Regions from separate parts of the Mus musculus genome. Here regions 1 and 3 are each linked to region 2. Evidence: chromatin contacts called from public HiCAR-type and HiChIP or PLAC-seq data. All regions are on one chromosome and are shown on one strand. Each heading gives the region's core, a stretch centred on a gene start, on an enhancer-like site or on the middle of the called end of the contact. The rest is flanking DNA. Distances are from core to core; before and after follow the strand shown.

Region 1 (3,188 bases), core at 520-3,019, 1.7 Mb before region 2:
CAAGCTATTTTGGACATAACAGTTCATACTGATTTAATCTGATGGGTCCTATAGCTTTGTGGAATTTCTTAAGATTAACAATTGTCATACAGAACATAACAAGATATGTTATCAACATGACCTTGCTCTGAGTCAAGTTATTTTTCTGTGCCAATGAGTGGCAGGCATATCACAGCAACAGTATGAAAGAGCTGGCAGGCATGGAACAAAATGGCTACAGCTATGTTGGGGGGCACAGGCCTCAAGAATATTAAATATATGTAAATAATATACTGTGTTGTGAGCAACTCCCTGATAGTACGTTTAATCACACATCCTTCCAAGGTCTATGTCACTGCACCTGAGAGATAGTATGTGATTTAATATGTTCTCTCTGAATCAAAGAACAAAACAAGGAATTCATAAAGATTTTAGTTACAGGTATTAACTAGTCATGACTGGCCAACGATAGAGGTTATCTTCCTGACTCCTGAGTTGAAGAATCTGAGAATGATAGAAGAAATGGAATTTGCTTCATTTAATGAAGAACTCAGTGGTGATTATATCTGCTTGATGGATCATTGTTGTTTATCTTAAAACAGTTCAGTCCTTTAAAGTCTGGTCTAGCTCCATCAGAAATAACGGTCTACAAATGAAAATGAAGTGAGAAAGTCAAAGGGTGTGGAGCATCAAGATATTAAAACTCAATGGAGGCAATGCAGGAAAGGGGAAAAATAAACACTGACTACTGGACACTGAAGGTAAAAAATCACTGGGGTACAGTGCAGGATTGGCCTCATGATAAAACAAACAAAAACAAAAAGAAACGCTGGTGATCTTGTCAAGAGACAATTTACTGTACAATATAACAAACTAATCCCAGCACTCCCGAGGCAGAGGCTGGAGGATCTCTGTGAGTTCATCGCTTGTCCGGTCTGCAGGGAGAGTTCCAAGACAGTCAGGGCTACATAGAGACCCTGTCTCAAAAAGCTAAATAATAACGATGATGATGAAACTGAATAGTGAAAACCTTCTCAGACGTTTTGTTATATAAAGAAAAACAAAACGGGAATGTTACTGACTGGAGTTTCCGATTCACTTTTGGAATGTGTCACTTCGGCACCTTCATCTACAGAGGGCAAAGATTCAACACAGTAAACCACGATAAAAGACATAGAGCCAAGCCCATAGATAAAAAAGATATGATGCCAGGTGCCAGTTACTAGAGCTCTCCAGATTTCCCATTGCTTAAAAGTGTAAAGAATAAGCAAGTTTACAAGGAATTTCTATTTAGACACGCATGCCCTCGAGCTGTACTGCAAAACCAGCTGGGTTCGTCTCAATAGCAGTCCTATTGCGGTGATTTTGAATTACTTAGGTTTTCTTTGGAGGAGACTTTAATTTCCTCTGCGCAAAGTGCAAGGGCTGGCAGGGTGGTTCGCAGTCCTAACTGGGGCGAGCCCAGTGGAAGGTGGCACTGTGCTGGCCCTGGTGAGACTCAACGCCTTAGCTCCTAAAGGCGACTGCAGGCGGGCCAGCGAGGGGCTGACAATACCTTCCGACCCGGCGACACTGGCGTTGGTAAAGACGACAACAAATAAATAAACCAGAGAAACACACTTCACTAAAAGCAGACACTTCTAAGAAAACGAAGCAGCAGGAACGCCCAAAAGCCCAAGTCGCGGAGCATGCACATGCGCAGTCTCTGCAAGGCGCCCCACTCGTTTGCCCCGGAGGCGCGGATTGGACAAGACATCTCGTGAGAAACGTGAGTTCTCGCGGGAACCGTATTCAAAAATCCCCGGCGCTTACTTAGCAGTGCTGCTGCCGAGTGAAGAGGGAGTTATTTCTGTGCTGAGGTGGAGTTAGTGTCACGAATCTGGGAGTCCAGTGCTCTCCGGACAGGCCTCCGGTTGCAGCAGCCAGGAAGCGTGAGGAGAGAGGTAAGGGCGAGCGTCGGGAAGGGTGAACCGGGAGGAGGTGGGAGGAACGCCTGTTCTCAGGAACCTGAGTTCTCTGGAGCCGCCTTCCGGGTCGGTGTAGTCTTCGGTCGGACCGCTTCGCTGCGGGTTTGACTGCAGAAGGATAAATACGGTGCTGGGTGGTCTGGGACCTCCGAGTCTTGAATTCTCCAGTACCCTTAGCCAGTGGTGCAGTCTGAATTAACTTACAATTATGTAGCAGACACACAGGACGGAGTCTCATTGTAACATCTCATTCGCTTATGTTTTACTTATTTACTTTTTTTGTTGTTTTTCTTTTATTCACATTATATCCCAATCGCAGCCCCCTCCCCACTTTCCTCCCAGTCCCGCCCCCCAATCCCTATCCCCACTACTACCCCTCCCTCTTTTCTCAGAGAAGGGGAGTCGTGTCCCCCCCCCCCCCCAGTACCACCTCATCCTGGGACATCAAATCCCAGCGGAGTTAAATAAGCATGTTCCAACCAGGCGGTCCAGGTAGGGTAAGGGGTACAATGGCAGGCAGCAGAGTCAGAGACAGCCCTGCTTCAATTGTTAGGGGACCTGCAGGAAGACCAAGCTGCATATCTGCTACACATACGTAGGGGGCCTAGGTCCAGCCCCTGCATCCTCCTTAGTTGGTGGTTCAGCCTCAGTGAGCCCCCATGGGTCCAGGTTGATTGACTTGCATGTCTTCCTGTGGTGGCCTTGACCCCTTCAGCTTGCTCAATTCTATCCCCTACTCTTCCTCACGAGACTCCCAGAGCCCTGCCTGATGCCTGATGGGCCTTTGCTTCTGCTTCCATCTGCTGCTGGGTTAAGCCTCTCAAGACACAGTTATGTTAGGGCTGCAAACATAGCACGGGGTCGTTAATAGTGTCAGGGGTTGGCTCTCTCTCATGGGATGGGTTTCAAGTTGTGCCATTCAGTGGTTCTGCTCCATCTTTATCCCTGAGCCTCCTATAGGCAGGAGAACTTTGGGCTTGAAAGTTTTGCTTGGGTTTGTTTATTTATCTATTCAATGATTACAGATTGCAGTGGTAACATTTTGGATGTTTGGGTTAAATGTTTTCACTTGTACTTATTTGTGAAAATGTAACTACCCCCACCCCCCAAAAAAAAGTTTAAAATCCGTTTGGCTGGCATGGTATTTCTGTTGATGCCTAGTAAGAATTCATGTGTTCTTAATCTAGTTAGATGCCTTTTACTCTTTTTGTTTTTGTTTTTGTTTTGTTTTGTTTGTTTTTC
Region 2 (3,234 bases), core at 364-2,863:
ATTAAATAGCATGCTGTGTGTGTGTGGAGACAACTGTTGAAGCTGGGCATTGGCCATAGGATTCTGTTTTTATGTTTTAAAGCATGCTAAAAACTAATAAAAGCATGGAATAAAAAAAAAAAAAAGATAGTATTTTGTTGTAAGGTAATATACACAGCTCTTACTCATTGTACCTAAGCATGTGGCATCATTCAGTGACAACTAAGGCACCTAAAGTTTCGGGGAGGCAGGAAGAACTGAGTCTCTGTGTAGTCCTGCCTATCCTGGAACTTGCTCTGTAGACCACTGGTCTTGAACTCCTGATCCACTTGCCTGTGCCTCCAGAGTGCTGGGATTAAACCAGCATGAGCTGCATTTAAATAAGCTTCAGAATCCAGAAACAATCAAACTGTCTGGCTTGCACAGGCTCAAGGGGTATCAATGCTTCCTCCTGCACCTTCTCAGTTTGGATGGTCAAATTCTGTTCACCCGTTCTTTCCCACACTATACCCAGTCTATCTCTGTTTATTTTATTATTATTATTATTTTGGTTTTTCGAGACAGGGTTTCTCTGTATAGCCCTGGCTATCCTGGAACTCACTCTGTAGACCAGGTTGGCCTCGAACTCAGAAATCCGCCTGCCTCTGCCTCCCGCAAACTGGGATTAAAGGCGTGCGCCACCACGCCCGACTTTTTTTTTTTTTTTCTCTGTTTATTTACACACACAATTCTTCCAAGTTTCATGATTTTTTCCTTATAGTTGCAAACTGAAATTCACATATTGACAGATATCTCCGAATTTAGGATTTGATACGTAATGGGCTCACATGCATTTATATCTGACACGTCTCTGGAGTCTACAAACATTGGTACCATTATCTACATTCCTCCCCCAAATTCTTAAATATGCTAGCTCCATGTTGAGATAAAAAGATTAGGGCCGCTGTCAGAAAGCACCCAACGCTGAGGGATGTTCGTCAGGATTCATTTTAAAGCGCTAATTCCCAGCCGAAGATTCGTATTAAGGCTCATGAATTTCTAAAAAAGCGATAGGCCTTCATTTGGAATGATGAAGACGGCCTGCGTTTTCTCAGTTCTGCACGCTCTAAAGTTTTAGAAAGATGCTCTTTGGAGGCGACTGACTGGGTTTCTCTTTGGTCCCCAAATGACATAAAGCTGATAATTTTCGTTTTGAAAATGCTGCCTCAGAAAAGAGGTGCAAAAGCATGGCTGCGGGGAAAGTAGCCTAGATCCAGCCACTCCGCCCTGGGCTCCTGAAGCTACGTGAAAACGAAGAGCAAGCCTTCGAGCAAGCCAAATCCTGAGGTGATTATGCTTGTTCCAGGCCTACGGGGAACGGAGGGTGGAGAAAAGAGACGCTCTGTGGTTCCCTGGCTGCAGCCGCCATCTTTCAGGGTGGGCTGCGCACGCTCTCGGCCCTGGGCCCGCGAGCACGAGCGGAGAAGACGTGGAAGCCCTGAAAACCCAGAGCGAGGCCACAAAGAGAAAACGCGCCTGCGCTTGGGCGACAGTAGTGGAGGGACGGGGCCAGAGACGAACGCGCGTGCGCAGTGAGAGCCCGCCAAGCACCTGGAGGAGGAGGGGGGCGAGGTACCTAGGCGTGAGGATGAAAGGCGCACGCGCAAAAGCGCGACTGTGCGGGGAGTGGGAGGGATCCAGAGGAGGCTCGCGGAGGCAGGACTAGCGCAGATCTCGCGAGATCTCCTGCGACCATATATACGTGCGGAGAGCCCGCGTCCTTTCCTTGGCGTGATTCCGTCCTGCGCGTCTGTTCTGTGGAACAGGAGGCAGTTGTTTTCCGTCCGGCTTCTCCCACACCGAAGTGCGCGCCTCCACCTCATGGAAGACTCGATGGATATGGACATGAGTCCTCTTAGGCCTCAGAACTACCTTTTCGGTAACTGACTGGAGGGGGAAGCGTGTGCAGGGCCTGGTGATGGGGGGGGGGGCGGGAGCCCAGCCGAGGCCTGGCGTGTGGGGAACGCGGCGTAGGTGGAGGCCGGAGAGCAAGGAGGAATCTCCCAGGCCTTAGAAGCAGCGGCCTGAACACTAGGAAAGCCGCCGGAAAATGGGGCGGGAGCGGCCCAGCCTGTAGCCTCGGGTGTTAGGAGCGGCCGGCCGGCCGGCGAGGGTGCGACCTTGCCTGTGGCGCGAACTTGAGAGGCGTTTCTCCTGTGCACGAAAGCCCGCACGGTCGCTTCCGAGCTCCTTTTTTTCCTCTTGTGTTGAGCCACGGCAGGCGGCACGGGAGAAAGGGGCCTGTGGAGCGAGGCGAGGCCTACCTCCGCCCTGTTGGGGAGGATACATCTGCAGGCGCTGGGCTTTCCAGGGGCCGCATCTTGTATTCTGTGGCGACCGAGGGCTTCGCCCAGTAACGGGGAATGGTCCGAGCAGGCGCCCTGAGGCAGAAGGGGCAGCAACCCCTAGGAGCACGTGGTTGCCACGTGGTTGGGGGTTAGGGAGGGGGTGTGGGCTCTACATCCGGGCTCTCCGACTCTAGCCAACCTTCAGCCGTGGGATCTTGTGGCTTAGTTAAAAGTTCTGGGAGGGAAATGTTTATTTCATAGCCCGTGGCGTATGGGTTTTTGAGATCTTTGTTCATATCTTTCAGTATCCACAGTGATGGAGCCCCCCCTTTTTAATTTGCCTCTGGTAGGCGGAGTCAGCATCACGTTGCAGATAGCTGTACTGATGGCCCACGTGGCTTAATGTTAGGAGTACCCTTAAATCATCTACCTGGCTCTATCTAGAACTACTTTTTCTTGGGGTGGGGAGAGGGAAGGATCTGTTGAACAGACAAGATTCGCTTTAGCATCAAGGCTTTTGGGGATCACATCTATAGTCTTGCTGCCTACCCTACACCCAGTTTTTGTTTAAAAGAATCAGTTTGTTTTTCAGTGATTCACGTTTTAGCTTTTTAACAGTCCTGAGATTAAAGGAACAGTGAACTCTGCCACTCGTTCATTAATTCTAGTAGTGTTTATACCGATTTCACCATACTACTTTAAAGAGACTCATTAAGTCTACTGTGGAAACCAGCAATGTTGCCTCAATGTAGTTAGTACTATGAGAAAATTAAAGATTTTTTTTTTTAATGTTTCATTTGAGTTGATTTCACAGAACTTTAGGCTTTGGGTTTTGATGTAAGTATCATTGCTAGGTTTGCTTTCTTGTTTTTGTCTTACATACAGGCTGTGAACTAAAGGCTGACAAAGACTATCACTTTAAAGTGGA
Region 3 (3,232 bases), core at 729-3,228, 1.6 Mb before region 2:
ATAAAAGGGGCTACTTGTCTCCTCCTCCCTCTCTTACTCTTTCTTCCCTCTTGCTTTTCCCTTGCTCGTCCTTTCCCCTTCCCTGACCCTTTCTTCATGTGCTCATGGCCATGGTCGGCCTTTACTTCTCTACTCTTTCTCTCTGCCTTTCTCTGACTCTACAACCCTCTACCCTCTTAGCTCCCCTCCCTATGACCTAAATAAAGTCTAGTCTATACTATACTGTGCCTTCCCTCAAGGGAAAGGGGTGTCTCAGCATGGGCCTGCCGAGACACCCCTTTCCCCATACCTTACCACAGCCCCATAGAACATGACTTATACCTCTTTATCTTTTTATAAACACATCACATGCTGTTCTCAGGTAACTCTCTGCCTCATGCTTGTGGATCAGATATAAGTGTTCTACTACTGCTCCAGCCCTATGTCTTCCTGCCTGCTCTCATGGTCCCTGCCAAGATGATCATGGATGGTACCACGCTCTTGAACTGTAAGCCCTAAATTAAATGCTTTCTTTGTAAGTTGCCTTGGTCATGGTCAGTGTTTTGTCACAACAACAAAAAATGTTACTAAGTAATGAATATTAAATGCATACACACATTCTCCTGGCTTTGATCTTTCCACAAAGCTGTGATATAGCTGCTTACTGTGGCTGCTGCTGCTGTGCTGTGCTGTCTTCCAAATCTTCTAGCTCTTACAAGGGCCACTAGAACACTTGTGACTATTCCCAAGAGATTCCCCAAGATTTGGCCTGTTGCCAAGGGAGAGTGGGGGAGTCATTAGAACCCCTTCTGGGATTTCAGCCAGTCCTTTCTGAGTGTCTCTGGCAGCTGCATGTAACTTTGTCTCAGGCATACATAGTCACATGGTCTGAGAGGTGACAGAGTGTGTGATGGATTAATGAAAGAGGAGACTATACCTATGCAGCTATGGGGAAGTTCTCATCCAATGTGGGGTGAGACATTTTAGTGATGTAGCTGTTTTGGGGTTCACCTATGCTCCTTTAAGTAACCCCTCAGTTGTGTTCCTAGAAGCAAATTCAACGAACTCTTTGATTTCCCAACCTAGACTTGAGAGGAGTCATTGCTAAGGTCTGTCATTAGAGCCCTATCTGTGGTGGGTAGAGGGTTTCATGTGTTCCTAGGGAAAAGTAATCTAACAGATGCACCCAACTTGTGCTGTCAGAAACTGAAAAGCCAATAAATTAAAATGAAAGAAAATTGGTATTTTGTGAAAACTGTCAGTAGTGATTTTGCCTGGTCTTTCCTAATGTGTCTGGGGTAGGGCAGAAAGAGGTTATGGGAAATGGTAATAAAGAAAGAAAATTCAAGGAGACTTAGATCATTGTGATGGTAGCCCTGAGAGATATTTTCCTCTTCAATTGAATCTATTCCAAGAGCAAACTTCAGGTTTGTGGGGAAATGTCTGTCTAATTCACCCTGGCTGTCTCTTGCCCTGCCCACGCTTGCTGGTGGTGAAGGTGCCCAGACCTGCTGGTGTGCCTGAGTAGTGTTAGAGGGAGGCTTCTGGGCTGGCATCGGATTCCCAGTTGGGTTCATGGCACAGAAAGGATGCTAACTAAAGTGACCCCATCTCTAGCGTGTCACTCACTGAGTACAGGTTCTTCTCTAATCCTCAGGAAAAGCAGGTGAAGGGGCAATCTTACCCCATCTTCCTGATGAAGAACCCGAAACACCGAGAAATGAAGATCAGCCCCCAAAGCTCATGCTTAGTCACTAACAGGGTTCAGAAGTCAGGGAAACTCTACCCTCGCGGTCTGGGTTGGCTTTAAGTACCTGTATGCCTTGTAGCCACTTTCCTCCGGAAGAGACAAATGAGGGTGGTCTCCAAATTTTGAAGGCAATCTTCTAGCCCTTGGCTGTGTGTGCCCCTGCTGGAGAAGAAGGGGGAGGAGGGAGTGGGGACCCAGAGGAGGGGAAGGCGGACCTTGAGAGAGAGAGAGTTTAAAAAGAGGAAGGAAGTGGGGCCCTGCAAGGCGCCTAACCACCCCAGCCAGCTTCTTCACTAGAGAACAGGAGGCTCTCAAGGCTCCGGTCTTGCCATGGCCCCCTGGCGCAAAACTGACAAGGAGCGTCACGGAGTGGGTAGGTGTGGGCAAGTGTGGGCACTGGGTCTGCGCTGCGGCAGAGGGCAGGTGGCTGGAGGCAGATGTGATGGGACCTGCAGGATGGGTGAGGGCAGGGCGGGCCATGCTAACTTATGGTCTGGAACGCAGTGCTTTCTCTCTGCTGCAGTCGCCGGGTTGAAGGAGAAAATGAAGGCAGAGAAAGTATATTCTTGCCTTCAGCCTCTCCCAAGTGCTTGCTCACACATCCTTAAGATGAGGTGGCCCCGCAGCTCTGTGTACCAGACTTTGCTTTGCACAGAGCACTCTCCATTAGCCAGTCTTCAAGCCACCATGGCTCTGTCCATCTCGTTTGCTGGTTTGCTCTCGGTCAGGTGACTCTGATCTAACTGCTCTAATATCCCAGGTATCCAGTTTGGGGCCGGGACAAAGCCAATGGGGTCTTTCATTAGAGCTTTTGAGAGAGTGAGTCCTGTCAAATTATCGGAGAAAACAGCCTCATCAGCTTCAGCCATCTAAGCTCCCAGAAGCCTCTGCTTCAAACTGGGGGCGGAAGTGGTGGCTGGGGGAAGGGAGGTGTCAGGTAATGTGACTCTAAGTGGCACCAGTGATGCAATCCTGCCAACTCTAAGTGAGAATTTAAAGGTTGACTGGGGGATTTCCATACTGCCAGATCGCAGATCTCCCCAAGAGAGGATGCTTCAACAGGCCGGGCCTGAGGCAGCTCAGAGGTGGGAGTGATAGATGCAGGGTGTGTGTGTGTATTCATGAGCCACAGTTTGAGAGTGGCTACTTTGGGGGTTCTCAGATCTATCCATCCTCTACAGGCAAGCATTTGGCACTGTGAGGCACTTTGAGATGAAAAGTCCCCAGCAGAGAACTGACAAGTCATATCTGCAAGGGGTCTCAGGTTCTCCATCCATAAAATGGGAAGTTTGAATTTGACTCAATAAAGGCTCCTTTAAAAGTTCAAAACTTCTCCAACTCCGGCCTTTCCACCTGGGGTATCCCCACTAGCAATTTATACAGGAACAGAAGGACTGTGAAAAGGGCAGGGGATGTGGGCGGGGCAACCTTGTGTCTTAGGGCAAATTAGCTGGCCTGGAGAAGCACGCTCAGAAAGGAAGGGCTCTTAAATCTGCTGTGAGG

Evidence for each region. HiCAR-type assays count read pairs that join an accessible place to other places. HiChIP or PLAC-seq counts read pairs in DNA pulled down with a chosen protein or histone mark.
Region 1: a HiCAR-type map of astrocytes shows a contact between it and region 2, with 4 times the contacts expected there. The contact joins the promoter of Spdl1 here to the promoter of Npm1 in region 2. A contact is called at or near these places in 3 of 39 promoter capture datasets (the C10 cell line, embryonic stem cells and pre-B cells), 1 of 115 datasets of contacts at active chromatin or transcription factors (astrocytes) and 1 of 9 other capture datasets (macrophages).
Region 3: a contact with region 2 is called in an H3K27ac HiChIP or PLAC-seq map of large pre-B cells, with 3 times the contacts expected there. The contact joins the promoter of Dock2 here to the promoter of Npm1 in region 2. A contact is called at or near these places in 1 of 39 promoter capture datasets (embryonic stem cells) and 2 of 115 datasets of contacts at active chromatin or transcription factors (large pre-B cells and thymic regulatory T cells).

Annotation. Positions count from the first base shown.
Region 1 is chr11:34,832,222-34,835,409 of GRCm38.p6, reverse strand. It overlaps Spdl1 (spindle apparatus coiled-coil protein 1), which reads left to right and starts at 1,769. Exons shown (of 12, transcript NM_027411.2): 1 at 1,769-1,922.
Region 2 is chr11:33,161,585-33,164,818 of GRCm38.p6, reverse strand. Npm1 (nucleophosmin 1) reads left to right here and starts at 1,613. Exons shown (of 11, transcript NM_008722.3): 1 at 1,613-1,897; 2 at 3,192-3,234. The coding sequence starts at 1,840.
Region 3 is chr11:34,782,651-34,785,882 of GRCm38.p6, reverse strand. It overlaps Dock2 (dedicator of cyto-kinesis 2), which reads left to right and starts at 1,978. Exons shown (of 52, transcript NM_033374.3): 1 at 1,978-2,102. The coding sequence starts at 2,060.